Regions from separate parts of the Mus musculus genome. Here region 2 is linked to region 1. The links are chromatin contacts, called in public Hi-C maps. All regions are on one chromosome and are shown on one strand. The core of a region is the stretch at or near the end of the contact, and the rest is flanking DNA. Distances in the headings are between cores, read along the strand shown. Region 1 overlaps Gcnt1 (glucosaminyl (N-acetyl) transferase 1, core 2). Region 2 has its middle 6.5 kb from the start of Carnmt1.

What was found. A called contact is a pair of places that touch in the nucleus more often than the background predicts.
Region 2: a Hi-C map of the G1E-ER4 cell line shows a contact between it and region 1, with 3 times the contacts expected there. A contact is called at or near these places in 3 of 39 promoter capture datasets (hippocampal neurons, liver and pre-B cells), 1 of 484 Hi-C or Micro-C datasets (the G1E-ER4 cell line), 3 of 130 datasets of targeted methods (embryonic stem cells and large pre-B cells) and 1 of 9 other capture datasets (adipose tissue).

Annotation. Positions count from the first base shown.
Region 1 is chr19:17,321,969-17,326,615 of GRCm38.p6, forward strand. Gcnt1 (glucosaminyl (N-acetyl) transferase 1, core 2) reads right to left here. Exons shown (of 3, transcript NM_173442.5): 3 at 4,173-4,647. Among named protein-coding and RNA genes, the nearest start is that of Gcnt1, 32 kb to the right of the region's middle.
Region 2 is chr19:18,661,930-18,666,576 of GRCm38.p6, forward strand. No RefSeq gene overlaps it. Among named protein-coding and RNA genes, the nearest start is that of Carnmt1, 6.5 kb to the right of the region's middle.

The DNA.
Region 1 (4,647 bases), core at 638-3,137:
AAGACACCCTTCCAGGGTTAGGCAGGGCTTGGCAGGTCAAGTGCTGCTTCTGCTCACACATCCAGAGGACCTGAGTTTGCATCCAGTTAAAAACCAGGAACCCAGGAGTGCTGGGTGCAGACAGGAAGACACATAGGGCTAGCAGGCAAGGCTAACAAAACCAGCTAGCTTCAGGTCCAGCACTAGCTACTCTTTCAAAAAACAAGGGAAGGGGTGATAGAGGAAGATACCTGGCCTCTGGCCTCCATTTGCAGACACACAAGGAACACACACACACACACACACACACACACGGGGTGGGGGGGTTAGGGAGAGAGACAGGTAGACAGAGAGAGACAGAGAGAGAGGCAGTCAGAGACACAGACAGAGAGAGACAGAGAGACGGAGAGTGAGAGAAAGGAATGATGCTTTAGTATTTACCATGCTTCTTCATTATTTTTCTCTCTGATCTCCACGCGCCCTTTAAGGGATCATTTTCAACAACTTCAAAATTAGTGAACTATTTGTTTCTACCTACGTGACTTCTTACTGCATTTGCTATTAAAAGAAAGGAAGGAAGCGGGAGGGAGGGAGGGAGGGAGGAAGAGAGAGAGAGAGAGAGAAAGTTCGTTAGTGGTCTTGCTTTGTGGAAGAACCAAGCATACCTGCCTTCCCCCCAAGAAGAGTTATACTCAAAGCAAAGCAGTAGCTTTGGGAGGAGAGCTGAAACAATAGAAGATGTTTTTGCTTGAAAACAACAGATGCCCTCTGAGTCATGCCTGTCTAGCTAACTCCTTTACAAGTTGTACCTAGAATAGTACAGGCGATTATGCTAGGACGTAACCTTACCTGCAAGGTATGTAGAGCATGCAGTAAACTAATGCCCAGTAAACATCAGTTGAATGGGCTTCAAGGAACATATTAAAGTGGGTGTTCTTCTTTGAGTGGAAGGGTAGGGTAAAAAAAAGTCTCTAATGAGAAAACATTTCTTTTAAATCAAGTCAAATAAGAGAATTCTATCTAGGCCAGGACATTTTCTTAATGTGTCTAAAGACAACAAAAGTAAATTATAAACGTCTAGCAATATTTAAACCAGCAGTGTCCAGAATTTCTTCCAATGGTTTCTTGGAATGACATTGATTTCTATTCTCAGCTAATCTTAAATGTGGAAAAAATCTTTCACACAGACTGCACAAAACTCTCTAGTTAGACAGAATCTTCTATACGGACACTGCTTATCGAAGCCACGCCCACGGCGGGATGTTCACATAGGCACTTTGGGAGACAGTGAGTGGCTTCTCGTTCTGCTAAAGACAAACACCCATTTCTCATTGGTAAGTAGCATGACATCAAAATCTTACCTAATACAAAATAAATAAATAAATTCATATATGTGTATTAAAGATGTTTTTATTTTCATTCATTTGTGTTTGTACGCATAAACACCCTATGTCTGGAGTGTCAAAAGAAGCCAGAAGAGGGTGTCAGTACCTTGCTGCTGGAGTTACAGGAGGTTGTTGTTAGGCTACCCTCAGATGGAGTATTCTAAGATATGGAGACGCAAACTGGGCGGTCTGCATTTCTCTGAAGTCTGCTGACCCCTTATCTCACAAGAACAGCTTGGCCACAGGCTTCTGCTATCCTATTAGCCAGGGGCCCGCCTCATAAAAGTTTGCTTACAGAGCTCCCTTTTGCCTTCTATGGTTCTTTTTCCCATAACTAAAATCACCCTACCTATAAAACTTCAATAAAAACCTATAAAAATTCCCCTTTCATGGGGCTACTCTCCCTTCTTTTGGAGACAGCCTGGATGTTCATTTTCCCAAATAAAGCTTTACCTTTCAGCCTCAGTGGGGCTGTGGTGGTCTGGTTCTTTAAGCCTCACAGTTGAGTCACTGGCATTGGTGCTGGTGATCACTTGCATCCTCGGAAGGTCAGTAACGGCTCTTAACCTCTGAGGCACTTTTCCAACCCCACATATGTACCTTTTAAGGAGCCAAATGCAAAACCGCCACCAACCCAAGCACTCTGAAATCTTGAGGACAGACTGACATATCCTACGTATGCATGGATGGCTCTTTCATAAAATAACACCAGTGCTAGCACTACCCCACCCCACCCCCTTGATAGCATATTCATCGCTCTTCTGGCTACTTCTGGAAATTGCTTTTCCTGACCTATACAACTGAGAAATCTCATAGCTACAAAAGCATAAGGCCTTAAAACAGGCTGCTAAGCTCCACAACTTAAATCCAAAATATTTCCTGGAGTAACAAGAAGGTGGCAGGGTCCCTCCGCCTTGAGTAAACATGCAAGATACAGAGGGAGTAGGATTCCCTAAGGCAAACCATATGACATACAAGCTCCAAATACAGATTTGACAGCCAGCAATTTTATGGAGCTAGAGGGAATGACTCAAAAAGGTGCAGTCTGGGGAACACCCCAAGCACGTATTTCTGTTCATTATCTTTGTTATTCTAGAAGGCCACATCATACGTAGTTTTCCTCAAGACAAGCTCTAAAGCATTGAGAATGAATATTTTGAAAATATCCATTGGCATCAAAACTGCTAATTTGATCCCTAATCTGGTTTAGATTAGCACATTCCTGGTAATGGGAAATGCTGGGGCTGGAGATTTAGTTTGGTTGGTAAAGTACTTGTCCACCAAGCACGTGAATCTGAGCTTGAGCCCCCATAAACTATGTAAAAATGAACAGCAGGACAGAATGGCTTTTGCAGTTCCAGCACTGAGGAGGAGAGACAAGGTGTCTGGGGCCTGTAGGCCAACTCACCTAAGCTGCTTGTTAAATTCTAGGTCAGCAAGACCCTTCTCAAAGGAGGGTGCCCAGTGTTCTGAAGAATGACACCTGAGGTTATCCTGTAGTGAGTTCACACACACATGAAGACACGCACGCCCTAAAGAAATAAATCTGAAACCAGGAGGAATGGCACATGTTTGGAATCCCAAGATTTGAGAGTTGGGGCAGGAGAATCAGGAGTTTGAGGCCCCTTTGGCTTATATTACAAGACCATACCCAAGTCAACTAATCAATCAGTTTGATTGATTAATCAATCAATCTAGAACTGAGAGTAGCTCTGCCCAGCATTTGAGAGCTTGCTAGTCTCCCTAGCAGGGGAAAGAAAGAGAGAGAGAGAGAGAGAGAGAGAGAGAGAGAGAGAGAGAGAGAGAGAGAGAGGGAGGGAGGGAGGAAGGAAGAAAGGAAGAAAGGAAGAAAGGAAGAAAGGAAGAAAGGAAGAAAGGAAGAAAGGAAGAAAGGAAGAAAGGAAGAAAGGAAGAAAGAAAGAAAGAAAGAAAGAAAGAAAGAAAGAAAGAAAGAAAGAAAGAAAGGCAAGCAAACAACAACAAAAAAGGTAGTCTTTTATAAATTTGTGTTTTCAAGTTTTGAGAAAGATTGAAAATCCATCTATTTTGTTACTTTCTAGAATCTGCTTCGTCTAAAAATGTCTAGAATCTGTCACTTGCTGAGTTCTGAATGTAGGAGGCACAGCCAAGGGAAAAGGGGACCCTCCTCCACAGTACTGAGAGCTTAGTCTGGATACCAGCATGTCTGACATGTTGAAAAGTCTGGGTGCTCACAGCAAAATGGATGGATTCCAGAGCTTTCTGAAAACCTGGATATTTTGTAAACTTGTCAATGATATTATTTTGTGCTGGGAATCAAATCAAGACTCTCATACATGCCAGACAGACTAAGGAGCCACAGAACTTTATAGGCATGAAGTTAACCTGTGGGAAACTGCTCTCTCCATCAGTGAACACAAGCTGGTGTCTCCAGCATCTGAGAATGCAACTCACAGCCTGCTCCTAACCTCCCTGTCTTCATCTCTTTGTATGGCCTGTTTTGTCTTGGGTTTTGGGTTTTGTTTTTGTTTTGTATGACCCTGACCGGCCTGGAATCAGCTATAGAAACCAGGCTGGTGATTGGTTTATAGTGATTCTCCTGCCTCTGGAGTTCACTGTCACTTCTAGTCTTTCATCTTACTTTGCAATATAATTTTCTCTATCACATTTTCCTTTTATTTTTACCTTGGTAAAAAAGTTTCAGATATCTCTGTCTTGCTTTTTTTCATCACTGCTCACAAGTATAATATATATATATTTCCCACAAATATAAAAGCCTTTATTGTGATTGGTGGAGTTAAGGAAGGAATAATGTGTGCAGACATAGCATTGGTTTCTCAATGACTGATTTTATTTGTGACATGAATGATTCATTCAAAAACATAAATAATTTTGCATTTTATACTTAATGACAATGATTTAAACAACTGAAAACATCCAATCCCATCTACCCCACGTAGCCTCTACCAACCAAAAATCATGGGAAGGGGAAATCAAGTCTCTTAAAATGAACTCTACTCGATACGTGACACAAACACATGTTTAGAAATATTAATGTTCCCCGATTCAAGGTGAAACTGTTGTTTTGTTTTGTTTTTTAAACCTCAGCTTCGGAAAAACCTAGGCCAATTGCCTATTAAAAATAACCTTTTTAAATTAACTTATTTCTAAGAAATGATACATATAATCTTGATTTACTTAAGAACTAGAATCCTGTTTTATTTGTGAATGTGATTACTAAAAATTTTCTATAAAAGACCTCAATGATAGCATTAAAATTAGTGTTTATTAACAAACATGACTC
Region 2 (4,647 bases), core at 917-3,416, 1.3 Mb after region 1:
AGAAGCACTCAGCAGCACTTTTCAAATGTTGGTGAATGTTCCTTTTTGTGCTGAGGATAGTGTCATGCTTGGCTTCTCTCTCATCCTCCTCAGCCCATACACTCCAAAGAGAGTGAATGCCCCAAACTGTGCCTAGGAAATAAGTTGGCAGAAGGCATCTTTTTCTGTCTCTGTCCCTCTGTCTCTCTGTCTGTCTCTCTCTGTCTCTGTCTCTCTCTGTCCTCTCTCTCTGTCTCTCTCTCTTTCTGTCTCTCTCTTTCTGTCTCTCTCTTTCTGTCTCTCTCTCTTTCTGTCTCTCTCTCTTTCTGTCTCTCTGTCTCTGTCTCTCTCTGCCTCTCTCTCTCTGTCTCTCTCTGTGTCTCTCTCTCTGTCCTATCTCTCTTTCTCTCTGTGTGTGCGTCTCTCTCTGTGTGTCTCTGTCTCTCTCTCTTTCTGTCTCTCTCTCTTTCTGTCTCTCTCTCTTTCTGTCTCTGTCTCTCTGTCTCTGTCTCTCTGTCTCTGTCTCTGTCTCTGTCTCTCTGTCTGTCTCTCTGTCTGTCTCTCTGTTTGTCTCTCTGTCTCTCTCTCTGTCTGTCTGTCTCTCTGTCTCTCTCTCTGTCTCTCTCTCTGTCTCTCTCTCTCTGTCTCTCTCTGGTCTGGTTTATGAACAGGCAAGCAGCTTTTTGTAACACTAACACTCTAGCAAACTATTACTGGATTTTTCTAACATCCCAGTTTCCTAGGAATCCTCCTCAGTTCCTGTCTTTTCACACACAGAAACTGTCTTAGTCAGGGTCTCTATTCCTGCACAAACATCATGACCAAGAAGCAAGTTGGGGAGGAAAGGGTTTATTTGGTTTACACTTCCATGCTACTGTTCATCAACAAAGAAGTCAGGACTGGAACTCAAGCAGGTCAGGAAGCAGGAGCTGATACAGAGGCCATGGAGGGATGTTACTTACTGGCTTGCCTCACCTGGCTTGCTCAGCCTGCTCTCTTATAGTCTTTCCCCAAGACTACCAGCCCAGAGATGGTCCCACCCACAAGGGGCCTTTCCCCCTTGATCACTAATTGAGAAAATGCCTTACAGTTGGATCTCATGGAGGCATTTCCTCAACTGAAGCTCCTTTCTCTGTGATAACTCCAGCTGTGTCAAGTTGACACAAAACTAGCCAGTACAGAAACTTTCACACATCCTTTTATTTTTACCTTCGAAGTCTCATCATATTCTAACTTTTACCCCTGTCCTCCAGCCTTTGTCCAGGTGACCATCATTAATCTCATCCCTCACTTAATCAATACCAACAGCCTCTTAACAAATATTTCCAATGAAAATCTTCTGCCGGGTAGTGCTAATGGCAAAATTTTTGTTAATATATTGTAAGTGTGTTGTGCTTCTTACTTGTTTAGATGCCTGCCCTTGCTGGCATTTATTGCTGTCACACAAACAGCTGGCACTATGCCCTCTCCTATACTCACTGGGGAGGTTGTTGCTTCTGTAATGCAGTTGCTGAAAATGGATACCTTCAGTCTAATCTAATAATGAGAAGACTCAGATAAGCCCAAAGTACAGGTATTCCATGAAACAAACTAGGCCTCTTCCATAGTATCATATCCATGAAAGAAGAAGAAAGACCCAAGAGTGTCCCTAACTGGAGCACACTAAAGGGGCAGGACAACTATATACAATTGCAGACCCGGGTTGGACTCTGGAATGGTGGAATATAATGGGGAGATAGCCTGACAGGATATAAGCTTTGTGGCTTAGGTTAGTTCTGCTGTATTTGTTTCTTGTTTTGATCATTGTGTCATGATGATGCACTGTGTGTTAGTATTAGAAGGTACTGGATGAAAACTGCCATTGCACGTTGGAGGTACATAATGTATTTCTTGGTTTTTATAGGGGATCACAGTTAAGAAATTGTTGACTCTCAGAAAAGACTTTAACTTTGGATTAGTGTTGGGACTGTTAAAAATTGTAGGGACATTGGAAATTGGAATAATCCATTATGCATCATGAGACAGTCAAGAGTTGATAGGATCCAGAGGCAAAATGTTGTGATTTGAAAGTGAAGTGTTTTCTGTAAGCCCATGTGATTAACTACTTTGTCCCAGATGGTGGTGCTGTTTTGGAAGGAACCACAGGTGGAGTCCTGCTAGAGGAAGTAGATCACTGGAGGCAGGCCTTTACATTTTATAGCTGGGCCTCACTTCCTACTCTCAGCTTCCTGATTGCTTAGACAATCCGACCATCTGCCTCCTGCTTCTGTGATGAACTGTACCTCCCTGGAGCCCTAAGCCAGGATAACCCAGACACACAAATGAGAGGAGGCACTCGGTGAAAAGTTAGAATAATCCTGTGCTACTTTCTCTTCTCAGGTCTGGAATGATTTCAAAGCGTGGATGGGAAAAGGCAGAAGAAAGCCAGGCAGTGGTGGCACATGCCTTTAATCTCATCACTTGGAAGCAGAGCCATTCGACCTCCGTGAGTCTGACCTGGTCTACAGAGTGAGTTCCAGGACAGCAAGGACTACACAGGATTCCTGTCTCAAAAAAAAAAGAAAGAAAGAAAGAAAGAAAGAAAGAAAGAAAGAAAGAAAGAGAGAGAGAGAAAGAGAAAAGAAAAAAGAAAAGAAAAGAAACAATAATAACAAAAATTCCAAAAGGAAAAAGGAAGGAAGGAAGAAAAGAAGGAAGGAAGGAGGGAGGAAATGAAGGAAGGAAGGACAGAGAAAACAAATACAATTGCCTCAGATGCTAACCATGGGTATTCGCCTAATGTCATGGCAAAGGGAGAGAAGGGAGGAGGAAGAAACAGAATGCAGAGTGCCTGCTCGCTGCTGTGAGGTAAGAAGTGGACTTACAACACTCCCATCGGCCCCCAATACACACAGCGTATCAGTAACTTGAAGAACTGAGGTAAGGTGTGGCTCAGAAAACTTTCTCTGTCGCTCAGGTGGGAAAACGGTGAAGTGTTCCAACCCATATGGAAACAGCTGATTTATTGCTGTCACACGAACGGCTTCATTATTTCCATCAGTGCCTCCTTCAGCAGCAGGAATTCTGGTTTCCAGATGGGGATGTTGGCTCTCCAGTTTCCTAAAATGATGAAGACTCTGCCACTGTGATATGGTAGCCACAGAAAGGAAATGAGACAAGAGAATGACTCTGCGTGGTGCTACCCTCCCTGTGTGATGCATTCCACCCTGTCTTCCTTCTTTCTCTACCTGCCTATACATAATTGACACCCATATCCTATAATTCCAATTTGAAGATTAGACATACTTGCTTTTATAATGGTTTTTTTTTTCTTAGTTTTGAGACTACATCTCATGGGTGTACAGATGGAGTATGGGTAGTAGTTTCTTTTTTTTTTTTTTTTAAGATTTTATTTATTTATTTATTTATTTATTTATATGAGTACACTGTAGCGGTCTTCAGACACCCCAGAAGAGGGCATCGGATCCCATTACAGATGGTTATGAGCCACCATGTGGTTGCTGGGATTTGAACTCAGGACCTCTGGGAGCACAATCAGTGCTCTTACCCACTGAGCCATCTCTCCAGTCTGGGTAGTAGTTTCTTGTAAGACTATAAAGACCTACTTATTCCATTATGATCATTTCCTAGGGACCAATCCCCAGTCCCACAGTATATTCTTATTATTATAAGACCGAATTAGGACATCCTCAGCCTAGAGCCCTCGACTAGCTACAAGTCAAAGCACATGAACCACTGTACCATAAGGCACACGTGAGCTGCCTGTTGCAGGTGTAGTCACTGCTCTTTGTTCTGTACTCAGAGCCAGGGGCCACTCTTAGTGTTTACTAACTGTGCCACTTCATCATACAAAAACATAAATGCAAATATAGTATGGAACCATTTAAGTTTTTGTTTTGTTTTGTTTTGTTTTGTTTGTTGTTTTGTTTTGTCTTTGGGGGGGTGAGGGGTTGAGGACTCAATGGCAGCGTGCTTGTCTATTAAGTACAGTGCTTGAGTTTGGTCCTCAGCTCTGGAGAAAAAGAGGTCTTTGTTGCTGTTTTTCTGTTTTGCTTTATTTATTTATTTATTTATTTATTTATTTATTTATTTATTTATTTATTTATTGAGACACTATTTTGTTTCATGTGCCAGTTGGCCTTGAAATTACCATCCTCTCCTCTCAGCCTCCTGAAATGCTGGGCAGTGTGTACATCCATGCCTGGGTCATCAGGGCTCAGAGAGGAACAGGAATCCTATTGAGCATTGGGCTAGAGGCCATTTGTGCTAGATTCTGGCAAAGCATCTGACTGCATCCCACAGGTCCTGAAAATCTGAAGGAGGCGGAAGTGAAGAAACAACAACAAACCAACAGGGTAGGTCGTCTGTCAGAGAAGACTTCAGCATTGAATAACATCCAAGGTGTAGTATGTTCACCGCAAATTGTCTTAAAAGAAAAACAACTCAGAACAGTTTCTTTGAGCTTCGTCTGATCTGTTTGCATTCACCGGCTGGAGAATACGTGGCTTCTTCTTTGGTCCCTGACTTTAGATTTGCTATGTACAGGTTTAAATACATACAGCATGTTGACCTTGCATGTTCTTGTACGCACATACATAGATACATATACATAGATGAATACCTGTCTATGCATATATGCTGTATGGTGAGTGTGTGTTTGGTTTTGTA